Linked DNA regions of Mus musculus: region 1 is linked to region 2. A link is a contact called in public Hi-C data. All regions are on one chromosome and are shown on one strand. The core of a region is the stretch at or near the end of the contact, and the rest is flanking DNA. Distances in the headings are between cores, read along the strand shown.

Region 1 (3,685 bases), core at 669-3,168, 140 kb before region 2:
AGGTGAGAGGACCTGTGGAGCTGAGGTGAGAAGACCTGGAGGTGAGAGGACCTGTGAAGCTGAGGTGGGAGGACCTAGGCAGCTGAGGTGGAAGAATCTGATTGGCTGAGGAGGGAGAGAGGCATAAAGTACAGCACTGTGGGGAAAGTATACTCCAATTCAGCAAGACAGGGGCTCAAGTTTGGCTTAAGAAACTTCAATCAGAGAGGGAATACAGCAGACTGATCAGTTCACAGCAAAGGTGGAAATCCTTTAGAATCATACAAAGAAGTTTCATCAAATAGTTCTCTAAGAATAACTCTGTGGGCTGAACCAGCAACTAATGAGCATATGTGGACTGGACCTACGCCCCCTGGACATATGTAGGAGATGTGCCACTTGGTCTTCATATGGGTCCTTCAACAACTAGAGTGAGGGCTGTCCCTGACTCTGCTGCCTGCCTGTGGATCCTGTTCCCTAACTGGGCTGTCTTGGCTGGCCTCAGTGAGAGAGGATGAGCCTAGTCATGCCGGGACATGATGTGCCAGAGTGGGTTGGTACCCACAGGGGTCTTGTGGGGAGGGCCTGTGTGAGGGGTGACTGGGAGGAGGGGGGCTGCAATTGGTATGTAATGTGAATATATTAATTAATGGAAAAATAATGGTGTGGAAGGAAATATTGTGTTTTCCCACAGAGTGAGCAGGTAGACAGGATAGTACATACGGGCATCAATCCATGTGCAATATACACATTCGCTCATTTTGTAAAATAGGTATTACTGCTGCTTTCATTTGCATGTAGAGGAGGTGAAGTGATAGGATGCTAAGAAGCACATCCAGGGCCATGGACTAATAAGCTTAGTACTTCCTCCTTATGTATGTGGTCCAAAGTTCTAGAAATAATGTAAAAGCTGTAAGTTGTGTACCCTTTTCAGTGGGGCAAGGAGATCCTGCGTCATTGTATTCAGTGCTGCCTGGCATGTGACCCACTCCACTGTCTAACATATTCATGCTCTATTCACTCTTTCCATTAGTCATTCCAGTGTACTCGATCGGCTGTTGATGCCTTGTCACATCACATTACTTTCATTCAAGTAATCCTCGCTATTCTCAGTAGTAACTCCATGCACTGAAAGTAATAGTGCTCAGAATTCAGGCTTGTCAGAGAAGCCTCAGAGTGCTCCCCGAAGTGAGAACTGAACGTTCTTCGTATGTGTAGTTCATTCTATACTGTTTGCTCTTTCAAGTGTCAACATGGGTCTTGAAATGTATCCTGTGAATAGGGTTAATAGCTATAGTAACTTCATGGTCCATCTTTGTAGTCAGTGTAGTATGTAAGCCCTCTGGACACTGTGAGGTACTGGGAAGCTATGGAAGGTTTGTAAACAACAGAGTGACAAGATCAAAGGCCCTCTTCCCAATACCTTACCTTTAACTCTAGGATTATATCACATACAATTTGGGAAGACACAACTATTCAGAGCATGGAAAGGTAACTTTTATTCACCAAATGTAATTGTCATCCAGGAGGCTCACTGCTGAATAAGCTCACCTTTTCTAGTCCTTTCTGAATAGCTGGGTGGTGCAACTCAGCTGTTCTGGCTCAAAGCTCCACTCTGAGCTGACTGATTCAAACTGGCTCCTCTTGGTTTCTCACTGAATTTCTCTGCTTGGAAAAACTGCTTTTGGGTTCCATGAACTGAACCGCACTGACTACACAAATGGAATGGAACTGAGTGGAACTGAACAGAACTCCAGGAACTCCATTGAACTCAACTGCATTTAACTGAACTCAGCTGAACTCAACTGCATTCAACTGAACCGCACTCAACTGAAATTCCACTGCATTACCTGTTCAGTCAACTGAAGAGCACTTACTGAATGGCTCTCCAGACTGACTCACTCTGTGCTGCTCTGAAAGTAGACTGTCTCACCAGTCTGTTCTTGAGAGAGTAACATATCCTGTCTCTGACTCATTTGTCTCTGATTCATGACTTTGTCTGTCCTTCAGTTAGATGTCACTTTCAAACATGGCTGCTTCCTTCTACAAACGAACTTCGCCTTCATTGTTTGGAATTCAAGGAATGTACTAAGAGCATGTTTGATTACCAGCCAGAGGGATTAAAGGTGTGTCATTCCACCCTGATCACACAGACCTAGAAGGTTTTTGGATGTGATCCCTTTCAAGAGTAGCCATGTTGCTGGATTGAAATTTCTCTACAAGAGCACATCTCTTCTACGTAGAGAGATGGAACTAGAGCAGTGACAGCTAACAGCTGATGCATGAGTCAGGAGGCACAGCATTATTTATTGTCTTGTTCTTTACTTTTGTATGGTTTTTAACTTTTCAAAATAAGAAAATGAACCATAAAAATCACTGGGAGGAAACATTCTTTTCTGTCTACTTTTCAAGTCCCCTTCCTTCCTTTCTGTGACAATTCCATGAATTTGCCCATGGTGTAAAGTTTAGCTTTGAGCTCAGACCCACTCTGCTTCCCAGCGGGTGATCTGAACATCACTGTGAGGAGCTTATATTTTTAGGCTCTGGTTTCATTTGTCTGTAATCTTTGATTACTATATGAAGTGACAGCAAGGAACCTCAGGACCATTTTGGTTCTTGTTATTCCCTGCAGCTGCAAGAATGGGTTCCAGAGGGCCAATGAAGAAAAGTGGTGAAGGCATGGTACATTCTCCATGGCTCAGGGGAAGGCTAGAAACATCTCTGGAATGAAAAGGAAAGAAATACCTTGAGACTTCTCCATGTGGGTCTGCTAAAGTCATCATGTCACAGTGTTTTACAGGGCTTGCGCTTTCCCTGTTGTTGGTAGGTTTTGGCAGCCCTGGCATCATAGTTATGCATTGTGAACAACTTCCAAGAAAGGATGCCTTCTTCAGTCATTCCACACAAAAGATGGAGGAGTAAGAGGATTATTTTTCATACATTTTATTTCTCCACAGATGGGTAGCACTTGACCTACAAGTTATGGTTGTCTCAGCTCATTTGAAAACTCAACAGATTGATAAATAGAATTTCATTACACAGTCATCCAGTGAAGGAGGAGAGAATGTGGCACTGTTAAATTCTCTGTTTAATGAAGTTTTTCCATAAAAATTAAAGGTACTTATAATGATGACTTTATTGAGTATCTTTTGTATGCTTTCATTTAATACAGTAAGTTAACATTGCTAGAGTTTTTTCTAACATTATTTTGTGGTGGTTTGAAATAAAATGGCCTCCCTATGGAGGCTCACATATTTAAATGCTTAGGTTCCAGCTGATGGAACTGTGTGGGGAGAATAGATTGGAGTAGGTGTGTCACTGGAGATAGGCTTTGAGGTTTCAAAAAGCCCATGCTAGGCCCAGTCTTTCTTTCTCTCCCCTCTTCCTCCTTCTCCATTTCTTCCTCCTCCTTCATTTCCTCCTCCTCTTCCTCCCCTTTCTTCTCCTCCATCTCTCTTTCTCCCTCTCCCCTCTCTCTCCCTCTCTCTTCCTCCCCCCTCTCTTTCTTTGCCTGATGCCAATGGATCAGGATGTAATAGCTCCCAGCTACAGCTCCAACACCATGGCTGTCTGCTTCCTGCCATGATGATTATAGACTAAGACTCTAAAATTGTAAGCAAACCCCCAGTTAAATGCTTTCTTTTATAAGAATTGTCTTGGCCCTGGTGTGTCCACAGTAATAGAACAGTAATTAACATACTGTAAC
Region 2 (3,312 bases), core at 763-3,262:
TGATTTGGCTAGTCTCACCTTGATAAGAGCACAGCTTGTTAAGAGCATCTACTATTTCTACCTGCACAGGCTAGAATGACATCCTGTCAACCCAACCTCCCATTAGCACTGGTTCTGGGAACTTGAACTGTGTCCCCTAAGTTTGTATGACAAGCACTTTAACCACTGAGCCATCTCCCAGGCTCTGGATCATCCTTGACAAAAGTAATTTAAAGCATGTTCATGTCTATATAAACCTGTTGATGTTTGTGATAATAAAACCAGCAAACTGCTAAGCATTGCTGCCCATATGCTCAAAAGCCCCCAAAGTGGCAATGATGTCATCCTGTGTTATTTTTGACCATATTTTCTGTCAAGAAAGAAAATAATTTGAATAACAAAAATGCCTTAAGTACATAATTACCACCATCATTAGCTATTCCTTAACTACCAGCTTCTCTCTTTTGCTCCTAAAGGATGTAAAAATTCTTTCTGGCTTTGGAGTTTCATGACAAAAGGTGAAAGGTGTGGTGCAGAGGTCAGGGCAGTTGCCTGAAATGAAGACCTGAGTTCCATTGCCTGAATCCACAAGATGGAAAGGACTTGACCCTCCACATCCACAGGGGTGCTATGGCATGCATCTCCCCACAACCCTGCAAAATAATACATGTAAAACATTTTTTTTGAAAAGAAAATCGATTTCTCTCCTGGTTTTCTTGGTGTGGTTGAATTGAAAATAATGACAAAAGTGAAATTGTGCTGTGATGTACAAAGAGCCTCACACGTACTTCCTGATGGACGCTTGGTGGGGGCTACGGTGTTCAGCCTAGGGCTGTGATGTTTTATTCTAAAAAAAAAATCAAACTAATTTGCAGTGGCTGTCACAGTTAGTCGTGATGCTTAGGGGAGATATAAACTGAGAACCTCAGGGATGTAAGGGACTAGGCTATCATGGTGCCACCGGAGACGCAGGCACCGTTAGATTAGTTAGGGGAAAGTACATTGAGGTGGATGAACTTGAGAACGTTATGAAAAGAAACAGCATGGTTCCTAGGAGAGGATCCAGGGGGAAATTAGGGTATTACTTTGGGCAAACCCACTTTCATATTTCTACGGTTTCCTTCCTCGGCCACTTTAATTTTTATGATTGCTGTAGGGAGCCACTTAGATAGCAAGGGAGTTGGAACGGAGAAAGTGATTTCCAACTTGCACAACCAAAGAGAGCTGTCTTTTGTCGTAGGGCTTCGGCTGCAGTCCACGGGGGATTGAGGAGCTTTGCAACTGAGTCAAATTATGAAACTTTTAGTACAATGTTTGCAAAGTACTTCTTACAGAAATTGGGTGTAGTTTTCCAAGAGAACATTTTCCCTGTAAGTTTCAATAATGCACATTTGTTCATTTGTGTGCCTTGGGCTAAATTATTACTAGTTTTTATTAAAAACTAATTTTCACAATCTTTTCAATTCCCCATCTGGATTATTATACGCTGAACATGCATTTTTGTGTAGGTAGGTAACCCAAGCACAATAATTGCATTGTCAAAAATTCATTGCCTTCTTCTCTGCAAAAGGTTTGCTGTTTCACCTGATGAGTTTTGCGTCGGGTATATTGTTGGGGCAGAAGGCAGAAAATGTTTTCTAATTCTGTCTATGCAGTGACAGAATGTTTCTATATGAGCACTCACCTAGTTTTACACCATCTAGACAATAAGCCTGATTTCTTGAAGGTATTCTAAAGTGAAAACAAAAATTCTTAAAATGAAAACTAAAAAGACCCTTTTTTGCATACACTTCTTATTTTTTCCTCCTGGAAAAAAATAAGTCACTGTCAACAAAAGTCTTTTTTTTGTTTGTTTGTTTTCTTTTTATATTTAAAAGTAAGTTATTAGTAAGATTAAGAAAATAAAAACTGGGACATCACCCATGACCAGATATAAAGTATTCTAAGGAGAGAAGTGAACGTTTACTACTCCAGAGGAGGAGTGAGGATTTGCCAGGGCTTTTGAGCTCTGGAATGCTAACTGTCCCCAGATGGGGCTGCAGCCTCTGGAGCGGCCAGCCGAGGAATCTGGCTTGCCTTCATGGGAATGACTCTGTTCTGTATTTTGTGATGCTTTATTCGATGAAATTAAATTAATTTGAGAGGGTTAGTCATGGTTAGTCGTGATGCTTAGGGGAAACATAAACTGTCAAAGGCAGCTATGCTGTAATTTTTATTATCACTCGGACAGTTTTCTAACCACATAAAAGTCCTTGGGCCTTAAAATTAAAGTGAAGATGGAATGGCATTTATGATTGAAGACATGACTTAGGTTGTGTAACTCGGGCAGCTGAGCGTCACTGACATTTCACAAAATTAAGGGTTACGAGGAGGAACTGGAGTATCCTGTCTAAACTTTACAACTGCAGAGGAGGAGCTCCTTAAGTTTGCATTCTACAGTCCTGTACAGTTGGGGAGAAAGGAGTATCAGTTAGTGTGAACCAAACATTGGGCTAGAGCTCATGACTCAGCAATTTAGCTGTAAGCTCTTGCCCTTGTTAATGTTTGTTCTATGCATTGATATCTGTTCACTCTCTATTTAAATATCTGTCTTCACTCTATATTAGTATAGATTTGAACAATATGTGTGTATTCATACACACATATACGTAATGCACTGATAAAGATATATTCACATATGTATGGGCATATGTGTGACTCATTCATTGGCACTTAACTAATTTAATACACGTAAAACCCATTTCAAACTAATGAGATGATAATCTTCCATACTCACTGAAATTATTTAGTAATAAAATAAAAATTATTTTTAATATATTTTTAGTAATTAAAAAAAAGCACAAGTAGTCTACTTCAGTCTAGTTCAGTGTGAGCACGTATCATTCATACACTGACTGAAGGGTGAGTAGGATCTTATGGCTTCCCCATCTCTCCCTGAGTTAATGATCTATAGCATTCTGACATGTGGATGTGTGAAAAAGTGATTGATACCTTCCTCATATTTAGGTATTATTGGCAGTGTCCTGACAAATACAGAGGCAGATGCTCGCAGCCAACCATTGGACTGAGTGTGCCCTGCCCCCCCTCCCCCCATGGAGGAGTTGGAGAAGGGACTGAAGGAGCTGAGAGTGTTTTGCAGCCCCATGGAGGGAGCAACAGTGTCAACCAGCCAGACCCCCTGGAGCTCCAGAGACTGGTCTATCAATCAAAGAGTACACATGGAGGGACCCATGGCTCAGGCTGCATATGTGGCAGAGGATGACCTTGGACATCAATGGGAGGAGAGGCCCTTGGGTCTGAGGGGATTTAGTGCTCCAGTGTAAGGGAATGCTA

Evidence for each region. Hi-C and Micro-C count contacts between places; a contact is called where the count stands out from the background.
Region 1: a contact with region 2 is called in a Hi-C map of adipose-derived mesenchymal stem cells, with 1.9 times the contacts expected there. The contact joins two enhancer-like sites. A contact is called at or near these places in 3 of 484 Hi-C or Micro-C datasets (3T3-L1-derived adipocytes, the C2C12 cell line and adipose-derived mesenchymal stem cells) and 2 of 115 datasets of contacts at active chromatin or transcription factors (embryonic fibroblasts and embryonic stem cells).

The regions. Positions count from the first base shown.
Region 1 is chr8:64,540,969-64,544,653 of GRCm38.p6, reverse strand. No RefSeq gene overlaps it. Among named protein-coding and RNA genes, the nearest start is that of Mir710, 28 kb to the right of the region's middle. Within about 2 kb of position 1,918, at least 24 of the 459 cell types and tissues checked have an H3K27ac peak or open chromatin away from gene starts, as enhancers often do. A contact at or near this core is called in adipose-derived mesenchymal stem cells, where this site is marked.
Region 2 is chr8:64,405,996-64,409,307 of GRCm38.p6, reverse strand. Gm35521 (predicted gene, 35521) reads left to right here. Exons shown (of 3, transcript NR_166077.1): 3 at 456-683. Among named protein-coding and RNA genes, the nearest start is that of Gm35521, 13 kb to the left of the region's middle. Within about 2 kb of position 2,012, at least 17 of the 459 cell types and tissues checked have an H3K27ac peak or open chromatin away from gene starts, as enhancers often do. A contact at or near this core is called in adipose-derived mesenchymal stem cells, where this site is marked.